Regions from separate parts of the Mus musculus genome. Here regions 2, 3 and 4 are each linked to region 1. The links are chromatin contacts, called in public HiChIP or PLAC-seq and promoter capture Hi-C maps. All regions are on one chromosome and are shown on one strand. The core of a region is the stretch at or near the end of the contact, and the rest is flanking DNA. Distances in the headings are between cores, read along the strand shown.

The links. Promoter capture Hi-C pulls out the DNA fragments that hold promoters and counts their contacts. HiChIP or PLAC-seq counts read pairs in DNA pulled down with a chosen protein or histone mark.
Region 2: a contact with region 1 is called in an H3K27ac HiChIP or PLAC-seq map of large pre-B cells, with 2.4 times the contacts expected there. The contact joins the promoter of Kpna1 here to the promoter of Sec22a in region 1. A contact is called at or near these places in 2 of 39 promoter capture datasets (hippocampal neurons and pre-B cells) and 1 of 115 datasets of contacts at active chromatin or transcription factors (large pre-B cells).
Region 3: a promoter capture Hi-C map of liver shows a contact between it and region 1, with 2.4 times the contacts expected there. The contact joins the enhancer-like site here to the promoter of Sec22a in region 1. A contact is called at or near these places in 2 of 39 promoter capture datasets (hippocampal neurons and liver).
Region 4: a contact with region 1 is called in an HNF4G HiChIP or PLAC-seq map of pancreatic cancer cells. The contact joins the promoter of Mylk here to the promoter of Sec22a in region 1. A contact is called at or near these places in 2 of 115 datasets of contacts at active chromatin or transcription factors (bone marrow-derived macrophages and pancreatic cancer cells).

What each region holds. Positions count from the first base shown.
Region 1 is chr16:35,362,298-35,365,323 of GRCm38.p6, reverse strand. Sec22a (SEC22 homolog A, vesicle trafficking protein) reads left to right here and starts at 1,406. Exons shown (of 7, transcript NM_133704.4): 1 at 1,406-1,500.
Region 2 is chr16:35,981,818-35,984,843 of GRCm38.p6, reverse strand. Kpna1 (karyopherin (importin) alpha 1) reads right to left here and starts at 1,481. Exons shown (of 14, transcript NM_008465.5): 1 at 1,336-1,481. Gm15564 (a long non-coding RNA gene) reads left to right here and starts at 1,515. Exons shown (of 2, transcript XR_001781900.2): 1 at 1,515-1,792.
Region 3 is chr16:35,947,842-35,950,867 of GRCm38.p6, reverse strand. Parp9 (poly (ADP-ribose) polymerase family, member 9) reads right to left here. Exons shown (of 11, transcript NM_030253.3): 4 at 2,514-3,026. Among named protein-coding and RNA genes, the nearest start is that of Dtx3l, 10 kb to the right of the region's middle. Within about 2 kb of position 1,412, at least 13 of the 459 cell types and tissues checked have an H3K27ac peak or open chromatin away from gene starts, as enhancers often do. A contact at or near this core is called in liver, where this site is marked.
Region 4 is chr16:34,783,500-34,786,525 of GRCm38.p6, reverse strand. It overlaps Mylk (myosin, light polypeptide kinase), which reads right to left and starts at 1,576. Exons shown (of 32, transcript NM_139300.3): 1 at 1,499-1,576. The coding sequence starts at 1,522.

The sequences.
Region 1 (3,026 bases), core at 157-2,656:
AACTCCACCTATGATTTATTAATATCTTGAAATTGTCCATCTCTTTCTGCCTCTACTGCCATTATCTTTGTTTAAGCCACCATCATTTGTGGCCTTGACCAATACAACTGCCTCCAAACTGGCCCATCAGTAACCCTTCTTGCTCCCTATCCATCCATCTCCATAAACAGCAAAATGAGCTTTAAAATATGTAAATCAGATCCTACTTAAGAATCTTTATTAGCTCTGTGAATTGATCTTAGGGTGTGTTGCTGAAGTCTGAACTGTATAAAGTAGCCAAAGAGAGTTAGACCTTGCCTCATCTCAGCCTAAACTTCTTGCCCCTACATACTTTCTGCTTTAGGCTTTTTATTGATGAAATTAACCATAGTGACCAAAGGCAACTGGGTGTGGAAAGGATTTATTTCATCTACGAAAAGAAGTGAGGGCAGGAGCTCAAGGCAGGGATCTGGACAGGAAGTGAGGCAGAAGTCATGGAGGAGTGCTGCTTACTAGCTTGCTCCCCATTGCTTGCTCAGCCTACTTTCTGGTACAACATAGAACTACCTGCACTGGGGTGAAGACCGCCCACATTGGGCGGGGCTCTCCTGTATCATCGTCAATCAAGGCAATATCCTACACACTTGCCCACTAGGCTAATTTTACAGAGGGTTTATCAAGATTCCTTCTTCTAGCTATGTGAAGGTTTCTGTCGAGTTGACAGAAACCAACCATCACGACTTCCTAGTACAGTTAAATGCTCACAAATCATGTTTCCAGGGTCTAGAACATTTTTAAGGGTCCCTTAATATACCTTGACCTTAAAAGGTACGTAATCATGGAGCTCTTCCCCGACAGTCCACAACTCATTCATCAATGTACCTATTAGTTTTTCTTCACAGTACCAGTCAAATGTACATTTCTGTAACAATTTACCTTAATGCCTTTTATTCCTATTACACCTTAAAAGGAGTGCTGTGGACATTCCTGTAAAACATGCTTAAGATGCTGCCGACCATTTAATTGACATTCAGCATATCCTTGTTTAATAATACTTAACCTCGTGAAGGCTGGGAGGAGCTACTGAGGCTTTTCTCTCTGTTTTGCTAAGTTTCTTTGTGTAGTGCCTGATGGAAGAAGATCCTTTCCCTGTTCACCAGAGAGAGCTTTTCCTCTGTCCCGAGTGGCGCACGAGAGACAAACTGCTTCCCGACACAAAGCAGCAGGTGAAGGAGATTAGCCTTATTTCCGAAGGACAGCATAATTCTCTTCTTAGAAGAGAAGGCAATCTCCTGGCGCAGGTGCAGGAAAACCTGCCAATCTCCGCCGGAGGAGGCGGGGATAGGGCGGGCCTCGGAAAGGGGCGGGTCTTTGGATGCTTCCCACGGCGTCCGATAGGCCCGTGCGAGCTCCGCCGGCGCCAGCCACGTTGGACGCGGGCATCCCCGCTGGAAGGCCACTCCCGGCCCCACAATGCACTGCGTGGCACGTCACTCCGAGCCGCGGGTCCCGGAGCGACAGGTATGGCCCGGCCCCTCTTTTCAGCTTCCTCTGGGTCTCCCGGAGCTCTGGCCGGCTGCTCGCGCCGCTCTCTCGGAGTTCCACCTCGGCTTGACCGGTAGTTGTCCGAGCCGGAGCTTGGTGGCGGTGGCCTCAGAGCTTAGGAGGACGGGCGTGCAGGGTCCGAGTCCCTGCGACCTAGGGCTGCGAGCCTCGCGGGCGGCGGTTGCTGTTTAGCAGGCCTGTCCTAGGATGGGCGGCTGGAGTAGGGGCTGCTGACGGGGAGGGACGGCCGTCCCGGGCTGCCAGCGAGCCGTAGTGTTGACTCCCTGGCTCCCGATGTCAGCAGCACACCGACTCACTCGGGCTGGTAGGTGGCCCGAGAGAGCTTGAGGTGGCATTCCTACTTTCTTTTGGGCGGGGTAGCTTGTACCCTGTGATTTGTGAAGTCTGAATGGGCGTTGCAGTTGGACATCTTACTCGTTGGCTCTGGGAAATCCCGTGAGGCCCTGTTTTAAAGGTGCTTTGCGACTCTCTGTGGCAGAAAAGAGACCTGAGAAATTGGCTCCACAAGTGGGGAGTCTCCTGCTGCTTAGCTTCCGGGATCACCATCACCTGGGGGCAGGTGGAACTCTTCAGAACCCGCCCCTCCTGTGCTTAACCCTGGGCAGAGCCTGGGTGTCCCGCCAGGCTACACGTGATAGAATCCCAGCGGATTAGTACAACCACCATTTTTTTAAAAAACGGAATCACATTCCATGTTACTGGTACCCACTCGTTTGCCAGTACCGTGAGAAGTCGGTTTCTTAAACAATACTTAGAACTTCTAGTGTGTAAAGGAAGACTTGAGAGCTGAACCTGACACCCGTAACCAAAAGTTACTAAAGGATCGGCCGTTTCCACTTAAGAAGATCACATCAGTTTAGTACTTGATTTTTAGAGACTGGGTAAAGTTTAAGTATATTTTAGTTTGGTGTATGAAAAGACACTAGCAAAGAGATACTTGCCACCTTCCTCTCCATGTAGTAACGAAGCCTGGGTATGTTTAGAGGCAGTGTCTTATAGAGTTATTAGAGTTAGTAACAACTTATTACTTACTAGGGGTTGAACAAATGACTTAAGCTTTTGGAACCTGTGTTTCTTCCAAAGCAAAGTGAAACAAATACCCAACCTTACCGGTTCCCGGAAGGTTCAAATGAGGTGTATGAAGTGGATCTTAAATTCAATTAAAAAAAAAAGATAGGTAACTCCTATAATATTCTGTCATATTGTACCTCTGGGCACTGTAGGCAGGTCATTATTAGAGCTTGCAGGGTTCGTAGTTGGGTGAAATGGATGGCTGCCTTTCTCCAGTCACTTGCATAGCAACTTGTAGCACTATGAACACTGACCAGTAGGGGTGAAGCATATGTGTGCCACAGCATAGGTATGCAGGTCAAAGGATAACCTAAGGTATTGGTTCTTGCCTTCCCACCTTGTTTGAGACAGGGTCTCTTGTTCACTGCAATATACCAGGTGATCTGTCCTCAGAGCTTCTGGGAACTCTT
Region 2 (3,026 bases), core at 232-2,731, 620 kb before region 1:
GAGGCAGGAGTGTTTTGAGTTCAAGACAACCAATGTAATGCTAGGCCAGCCATGACTAAATAGTGAGACTTGTCTCAAAAACAAAGAAAAGGCAACCTACAGGCAAGAAGGTTGGGACTAGTTAGTACCTACTTTGATATCTAGACTGATGGAAATTTTGAACTGACTGTGTAGTTTCTGTGTGACTCTGAAATCCTGCCACCCCGAAGGCCAGGGCAGGATAAGAAGCTCAAAGCCAGCCTACCAAACAAAACCCAACCTCAAAAAAAAACAGGCTGGGCAGTGGTGGCGCACGCCTTTAATCCCAGCACTTGGGAGGCAGAGGCAGGTGAATTTCTGAGTTCCAAGACAGCCTGGTCTACAGAGTGAGTTCCAGGACAGCCTGGTCTACAGAGTGAGTTCCAGGACAGCCAGGGCTACACAGAGAAACCCTGTCTCGAAAAAAAACAAAAACAAAAACACAAAAAAAAGAGGAGGAGGAGGAGGAGGAGGAAGGAGGTGTTTGACGGAACTCTTTTAAGAGGGAAAAGGCCAGACAATAGTGTTTAATATCTCAAAAGCATTTCTCGGTGGCTGATTCCTATAGTAATTTACCAAGCCGAAGTTTAAGCCTTAAAATCAATTCATGTGAAACTTTTCATTGAAAAGTGGTTTGGAAGCAGCTGCATTCAACCCACACATTCTTTCTTGCCGATGTCCCTGATCCCAGTCACCCTCCAGTTTTCTGCTCCCAATGCGAGCCTCAGCTAAGGCTTGGCGGTTTCCCTCGCATCGCCGGCTCACACAGCCGACCAACTTGTCATTGCTATAATTACCACACCCCCGTCAGCAGCTCCAGGCCCGCGTAGTTATGACATCTGTAAACTGCAAGCCTCCCGTCTCCACCCCCACCTCCCTCCAAACACCGGCCCCGGTGGTAACCTGCCAACTCCCCGATCGGCCCCGCACGCCTCGGCCTCAGCCACCGCACTCCGCGCCGCCCGCCCCCGCCCTCAAGCTAGCGCGGCGCGCAGACTCCGCGCCGCCGCCCGGCGCCCCGCAGTCCCCGACGCCGCTTCCACCGCCGCGCCGCGCCGCGCCGCCCCGCCCCGACCGGCGTTCCTCACGGCGAGCACCAGCGTTCCCCACCCCCACCCCGCTCCGCCGCCGCGCGGCCGTTAGGACCGCCGGGCCCGTGACGCACCGGAGCGACGCGAGGGTCCGGTCCCCGGCGCGCCCGAGCCAGCTCCGGCTTCCGCCCGCGTCCGCCTTCGCCCCGGGGCCTCCCTCGGGTCCGCGGAGGGGGACCCAGAGCCGCCCGCCGAGGGGGAGGGGCCGCGAGGTGCCCCCACTCACCGGCTCCAGGCGACCGGTCCCGGTGCCACTACGAAGAGGGAGACGCTCGCTCTTGGCCCGCCCGCTGCGCCTCTTCTGCGCACAACCTTGACCAGCCGGCGCGCACCACGGCGGCGCTCACCAGGCCTCGCTCTCCGCTGCCGCTCACAGAGCCGCGAGACCCAGCTCAGCCGGCGTGCGCACTGCGCCTGCGTGCGGGGGCCGGCCGGCGCGCCTGCGTGCGCTTCTCCGCCGCCTGCCGCAGGGGCTGCCGGGAAGCGGAGTCTCCGAGCGTGGACGCCCTAGGCTAGCGGCGGCCAGGGAAAAGGCGGCGGCCAGGGCGTGGGTCTCTGCGGACCAGGTTGGCAGTCAGTAAAAGCGCAGACATATAGAAGTTATGGAAACAAACTTGTCCTTACTAAGCTCTTCCAGAATGGACGGATTCCCCCTCACATCAATATAGCTTCCCTCTCACATGGTAGGTACCTCACAGCCGAGCATGCTTATTGGATGAATGATGGCATGGTTGGAGGCTGAGGGAGTATTACAAAATACGTCAGTGTCTCACGTTCAAAGAATTCACATGCAACCCGTTTGCAGGAACTTTCTGGGTATTCTCTTCAGTTCTCACCCATCTTACCCGGTAATTTATTAGTATCATATAACATTAAATCGCTTTTTGAGCCTAGCATGACGGTAACGCACGCCTGTATTTTCAGCTCTAGGAAGTCTGAGGCAGGAGAATGGCGAATTCTAGACCAGCATTACTACGTAGAAAGACCCCTATCTCAAAAACGGCAATTTCCAGCGAAAATATTTGCGTTGCTATGAGAAGGCACGCTAAAACAAAATATTTAGGGAAATGACTTAACCGTTACATGATAGAATTTTTTTTTCTTTCTGGGGAGTAGAGCGGTGGCTTCAAAGGAACACTTTAAGACAGCAAGTAGAGGTCACAGGAAAATCACAACCACAGGACACGGTTTAACAAGTCAGTTTAAAAGGAATACTGAGGAGCACCGGACATGAATCTGTAGAACCCCCGAAGGGAGACCCTCACTCAAGTCTCAGGGATCGCGAGCCCAGAAAGCCACAGTCACGCTTGCTGCAAACACACGAGGTTTTTAATGGCACACAAACCAGCATGCTGAGGTCGAGACCCATACACCACGCAGGGGTAGAGGAGTCTGACCCCAACCCTATTTTCCAGCAGGTTTATAAAGGTAAAAACCAGAACCTAGGGGGAGGATGGGAGAGGAAACAGGGGAAGTCTAGGGGCGGATATTTACTTCAAGGCACCTGGGACATTGAAACATTTTGTGGTTGTTTTTCCCAAGAGTTCCAGGGAATTAGGCCATCTGGCCGGGGGCGGGGGCCCATGTTCTCAGGGCAGTCATTATTTTATTTTTTTACTCTTCATTTCCCCACTTCTTCTTGTGAGTAGCTCTAATCTTAGAGCGACCCCTCTTCTTCTTTCGGCAAAGTCAGGTACTGTTGTCGGAGCACCATTACCTGTACAACACTAACCCTGTCTTTTACAAAAGCCACTAACTTATTAAGAATGCAAGGTCCAAAAGTGAGCAAAAGCAAAAGGATGATTAGGGGACCGGCAAGGGTAGAAACAAGGGTGGTAAACCAAGGAGACTTATTAAACCAATTTTCAAACCAGCTCTGTCTATCTTCTCTTTCCCTTCTGCGCTTGTCTAACCGGC
Region 3 (3,026 bases), core at 163-2,662, 590 kb before region 1:
AATCTGAATTTGCCATTGGGGGGCACTGGCACCCTTCAGAAGATGTAAGGTTCCTGATGCTGCTAACAATAAATGAAGATGATAAAAAATCTGGTAAAAGGATGCTATTTAATAATGTTTCTGCTTGGTGCTGGCGAGATGGCTCAGTGGGTAAGAGCACCCGACTGCTCTTCTGAAGGTCCCGAGTTCAAATCCCAGCAACCACATGGTGGCTCACAACCATCTGTAAGGAGATCTGACTCCCTCTTCTGGTGCGTCTGAAGTCAGCTACAGTGTACTTACATATAATAATAAATAAATCTTAATATAATAATATATTATTATTAATAGTCTTTTTTATTTTTTTAAGATTTATTTATTTATTATTATATGTAAGTACACTGTAGTTGTCGTCAGACACTCCAGAAGAGGGAGTCAGATCTCCTTACAGATGGTTGTGAGCCACCATGTGGTTGCTGGGATTTGAACTCGGGACCTTCAGAAGAGCAGTCGGGTATTCTTACCCGCTGAGCCATCTCACCAGCCCATAAATAAATCTTTTTAAAAAATAACATTTCTGCTTAAATGTTAAATGCCACACTAACGACTCCTCAGATCGTTCACTTCATGGAGTCTCCTCAGCCTTCGCTCTGATATCTCATAGGCTGTAAGCGCTACTCTCCCTGACAGTTAATTATAATTTGATTGTGGGGACTGGAGAGATGGCTCAGGGGCTAAGAGCACTGACTGCCCTTCTAGAGGTCCTGAGTTCAATTCCCAGTAACCACATGGTGGCTCCCAACCATCTGTAATGGGATCTCATGCCCTCTTCGGGTATGTTTGAAGACAGCTACAGTGTATTCATATACATAAATAAGTAAATCTTTAAAAAGATAATAATAACTTTAAACTTCAGTGTGTCCAGCCAGGCTGATCATTTCCTGTCTGTCTCTCTGACCAAGTCACTCAAGCCTCCCTGATAGCCTTCCTCCTGCTAGTTCACAACTCCCCCAACCTAAGATCAGCCTGCTTCTCCCAGGGCAGGCAATCAAACCCATGCTAAGCAAGCATTCTGCCACCAAGCCAGCCAGCCCAGGGGTGCTTCTAGAGGGGCACCATCAGTAGGGCTTTCTTCTCTGCCCTGTCACCGTTACTTTTTGCTACCTCTGTGTCCCTGATCCTTGGGCTTCCACCTCAAATTACTGTGATTACAGGGACAGGCCACCATGCCCTGCTGTATTCCTAAGTACTATTTTTTGTTTACTGTTATTGATAGTTTGCTTCAGCAATGCCGAGTGACTTGTTTCCCCAGTGAGATTGCCAAATAAAAGTTTTTTTTTAAAGATTAAAAATAGGCTAGAACTAGAGAGATAAGTAACTCAGTCAGTAAAGTACTTGCCAGAGACCGTGTGAAAAAACCCAGATGTGGTGACAAGCACTCACGATCCCAGCCAAGACAAGTTCCCTGGGGCTAGCTAGCCAGTAAGGCACAGCCCGCCTGACAACTTCCAGACCAATGAGAAACTCTGTCTCAAAAATAGAAGGGTAGACAGTACTTTAGGAAGACAACCAAAGTTAACCTCTCCACATGTGTGCACATGTGTGCGAACCCTACCCCCACCTCCAAGCATGCATAGACCCACAAATATACACCTATCAGCACACATATTGATACACATACACACTCATACACACATACATACACACACCTACATACACACTTACTTACTTACTTAATTAATTAATTAATTTCAGTGCTTAGCCGAGGCATAGTAGCCTTTAATCCCACCTTGGAGGCAGAGGCAGGTGGATCTCTGTGAGTTCAAGACCAGTCTGATCTACATACCAAGTTCCAGGATAGCCAAAGCTCTATAGAGACCTTGCCTCAAAAAAAATAAAAATCTAGTGTTTGAGGCTGAGGCAGGAGGATCATGAGTCTTGGATGACGTGGTAGAAAGCAAACATTGTTTCAAAAATAAACAAACAAGAGGCAGGCGGATTTCTGAGTTCGAGGCCAGCCTGGTCTACAGAGTGAGTTCCAGGACAGCCAGAGCTATACAGAGAAACCCTGTCTCAAAAAAAAAACAAAAACAAAAACAAAAAAACAAAAACAAAAAACAACAACAAAAATAAACAAACAAACAAACAAAAATAAAGAAATAAGAGAAAGCTTAAGTTCTTTGGGATTAAAGAGTATTCTAATCGCTTCTGGTTCCTAAGAATCAGAACCTAATCATTATAACTCCCACATGACCGTGTGCCACACACAACTGTAGCCATCTCTTGGATAATGACTCTGCTTTCAGATGTTTAAGTGCTGCTACGTGTTTTAAAGGAAGGACTGAAGACGGAAAGAAAGAAAGCCTTTGAGTTAGGATAATGAAGCTAGTCTCTAATCCAGATGGCCTGGCCCTGACAGTCACACACTCTAATCCCCAAAAGATACATCTTACAGCCTTCCACTTTAAGCATCTTAGTGATTAACCATTAATTCCAGGACTCCCCTCTGCCAGGGAATAAAAACAAAAACTTACTGTTTGCATTTCAATACAGCCTTGGACAATCTGGAGAGTCAGGCCCCGGCCGATGCGAAGAGTCATGGTGGAAGCAGGGTCAGTTTCTGGACCCCCCCAAGAGCTCAGGTCCCTCCCTAGGATGCTTTCTGAGGCGGATTTAAAGGACGCAACAGTGGGGTCCTCATTGCTCACCAGATGAATCTCTCTCAAATTACCGAACATTTGCTTGTCTTGGAAATAAAGCCGGATAGTTTCTAAAATTATGCTTGTACACAAATCCAGAGGGAACTGGAAAATTCCAGAGCTCAGGGCTGGAATTGCTACTGTCTTAATGCGTAGATCATATTTGGTGACATAATCTAGAATGTTCCTAATGGCAAATTTCAGTAATTCGATAGCTGTCTGGCTGTTCGTAACTGTCCACCGAGGTCCAACCGCATGGATAATCAAATGGCAAGGAAGTCTCCCCGCACCGGTGATAGCGATTCCACCAACTGAGATTTTACCAACGTTGGCAATGATTCTTTTGCT
Region 4 (3,026 bases), core at 327-2,826, 580 kb after region 1:
AAGGAGCAATACAAAAGAGCAAGACAATGTGAAACCTACAGAGGAGCACATTAACTCTCTACAAAATAGCTCAGAGAAAATGCTTACCTCGGAAAGAGATAGAACTAAATTCCATATTTAAATACGAATTAGCAAGTAACAAAGTCTAGAAAAATACGTGTGCTGCCATAAGAAAAAGAATTAACAATGAAGCATTTGCAACTGCGGTTTGATGTGCTATTGTTAGGCAGTTAGGTCCCAGAGAACACTGAAGGTCATTGAAGATGAACCCCTGCCTCACAGTCAGCAGCTTGTAATACCGGGAACTGAGCCTGTAGGACTCTGGTTACTGGTCAAAGGAATGGGATTTGGGACATCCTGGCCCTAGGTGAAGACATGACTTTCCAAACTTCTCAGGGACCGTTTGATTGCTATCTAGAGGACATGATTTACAATCTATAGTCAGTAAAGTGCTTGCTACATAAACCCCAGAGCCTCAGGTCAATCCCCAGTACCCATGTCAAACCTAGGCCCAGGGGTGTGCACCATAAGCCCAGCTCTGGGAAAGCAGAGATAGGAGGATCTCTGGGACTTGATGGCCAGCTAGTCTAGTAGTCTAGAGAGAATGTGGAGCTCCAGGGTCAGAAAGAGATCTTTTTTTTTTTTTTTTTTTTTAGATTTATTTATTTATTATATGTAAGTACACTGTAGCTGTCCTCAGATACTCCAGAAAAGGGCATCAGATTTCGTTACAGCTGGTCGTGAGCCACCATGTGGTTGCTGGGATTTGAACTCAGGACCTTCGGAAGAGCAGTCGGCGCTCTTAACCACTGAGCCATCTTGCCAGCCCCTCAGAAAGAGATCTTGTCTCAAAAATAAGGTAGAACCTAAGGTGGCAAAGGGAACTCACCTCCCTCACCGTGGAAACAATAGAAAGTTATATATGTACATGACACAGGTTATATACACAAAATACCAAAGGATGACCCATGGTTTTGAAACCTGAGAATATTTGCTACTGTACAACTGGCCACAAAAGGTACCATCTGTGTTCAACAGGCTTTCTCTGTGTCTGTTACTACAAGAGCCTTCTCCATAAACAGAAGGCGAGCACATCTGCGATCTGTGTGTGTGTGTGTGTGTGTGTGTGTGTGTGTGTGTGTGTGTTCTCTCAGGCAACCTGAAACAGCTCACTGACATACAACCAGCTGTGGTTATAGGCTCAGTAACAGGGTCCCACTATATCCTCCAAACCAAGGAGGTCTGCCTCCCTACAAAGACAAAAGAGAATTCAAAATTGGGCAGAGTTCATCAGAGGGGTGCCCTGGAAAGTCGGGAGGGGAAGTTTCAGGACTCATGCATGAATAATCTCTAGCAGAAGCTGGAAGCCCCCTCCCCACCCCTCCACCCTTTCAGATTTTGTCCTGGCTGCTCCCAATGACACTTCTCATTGACTCTAAATTTTTACTGGCTAAGCCAAGGCCAACAAGTAATTCTAAAAAAATCATTGTACTCTCACCTTCCCAGGTAACTGGCCAGACATGCTTTCACATAAAGGCTCTCTTGGAAACCCAGGCAGAGACACGAGTTCCCCTCTACAGCTCTCCAGGATCCTGAGGCAGAATGGTCAACAGCAGCAGTACTTAAGCCCTGCTGACTCACCAGTGCCTTCTCTGTGGTCGGCTGTGGTAACTGGTAGGAGGGCCAGGGAAGGGCCTGGAGAACTGCTTCCGGCCCTGCACGTACCAGGGAATGTTCTGAACTGCAGCTCAGAAGCCACAGGGGTGGGGAGAAGAAAAGGAAAAAAAAGGAGAAAGGAAAGACAAACCAATCAGAGACAGACATGTCAAAGAGTATAAGAGCAGCCAGGAACATTACCTTGTGCTCAAGGAAGTCTCACAGGTGATAGTAAGGGGTGCTACAAACTTGGAGTTCAGAAACAACAGTTCCAAGAAGAGCCTTCTTCACCATGGAAGACTGATGGGCAGTATTCTGGTCAGGATGAAGGACTGGAAAGGGGTCTGGCACAGGTGAGGGAGAAGGGCTTTGGTTCTGACGAGGGTGAGGGAGAAGGGCTTTGGGTGCCACCTCCAGGCAGTGAAGGTATAGATGGATGACAGGGTCTTCTGGAGAAGTTGCCTGGGTAAGCTGAGGCCTGGCTTGAGAGACACTGCCACGGATAAAGGGCTGACAGAGCTAAAAGAAAATAATACAGTGTGGAAGAAGAATGGCCTCAGAGGCAAGTGTCCCTCTGACAGACTGGGCCTCTGTTCTTTGTTTCTCTAGAATTCACATCAAGGCAGCCGACAGAGTCCACCCACTCCATCAAGTCCAGGACACTAAAGGTCTCTCGTCTCCTTTCTTCAGAGACCTTTGCTCCTTCTGGAGGCAAATTTTACATTTTTACGCGGGAAACTAATGCCTTTAGAAGACCCATTTCTCTCAAAGTGCAGGTTCGTGGATTTTGCCCTCTGTAGCTTGTTTCTACCTTTCCTGAGCTATGCTACTTTATGAAGGGCAAACCTAAAGGGAAATGGGCTCTCATCATGGCATATGGGAAGCCAGGAGGCTACAGAATGAAAGATCCTTGTGAGGTCCCTTAATGAAGCACAAAGGAGCCCCAGAGGGCTCCTTCACACAGAGTTGATGGCTTCCTTCCTACTTTGAGGCACATTCTAAAGAACTGTGAGTAACTGGGCTCTTAGAGGAATGCAATGGCTGGGCCTACCTCGGTCTCCTGGCTGGATACTCCATCCATCTGGCAGGAAGCACCAACTTTGTCCTATTTGGCCACAAGACCAAGTGGACACAGTCAGGATGGGCATTTCTGCTTCTCTTCTGTGCTAAGTCAGACGGAAGACAAAGCGGAAGCTCAGCTCTTCTGCTGCTGGCGGAGAATTCCTTGACCTTAGCTCCTCTTTCCACACGTGTGGAGCTGGTACCACATCCTCTCTAGTCACTTTCCATGATCTGCCAGCTAGAGAGGCCTCTAAGCTCACCATGCCTCTCCTCTATTCTCAGAGCCACCACACCTTAGATAGACCCAG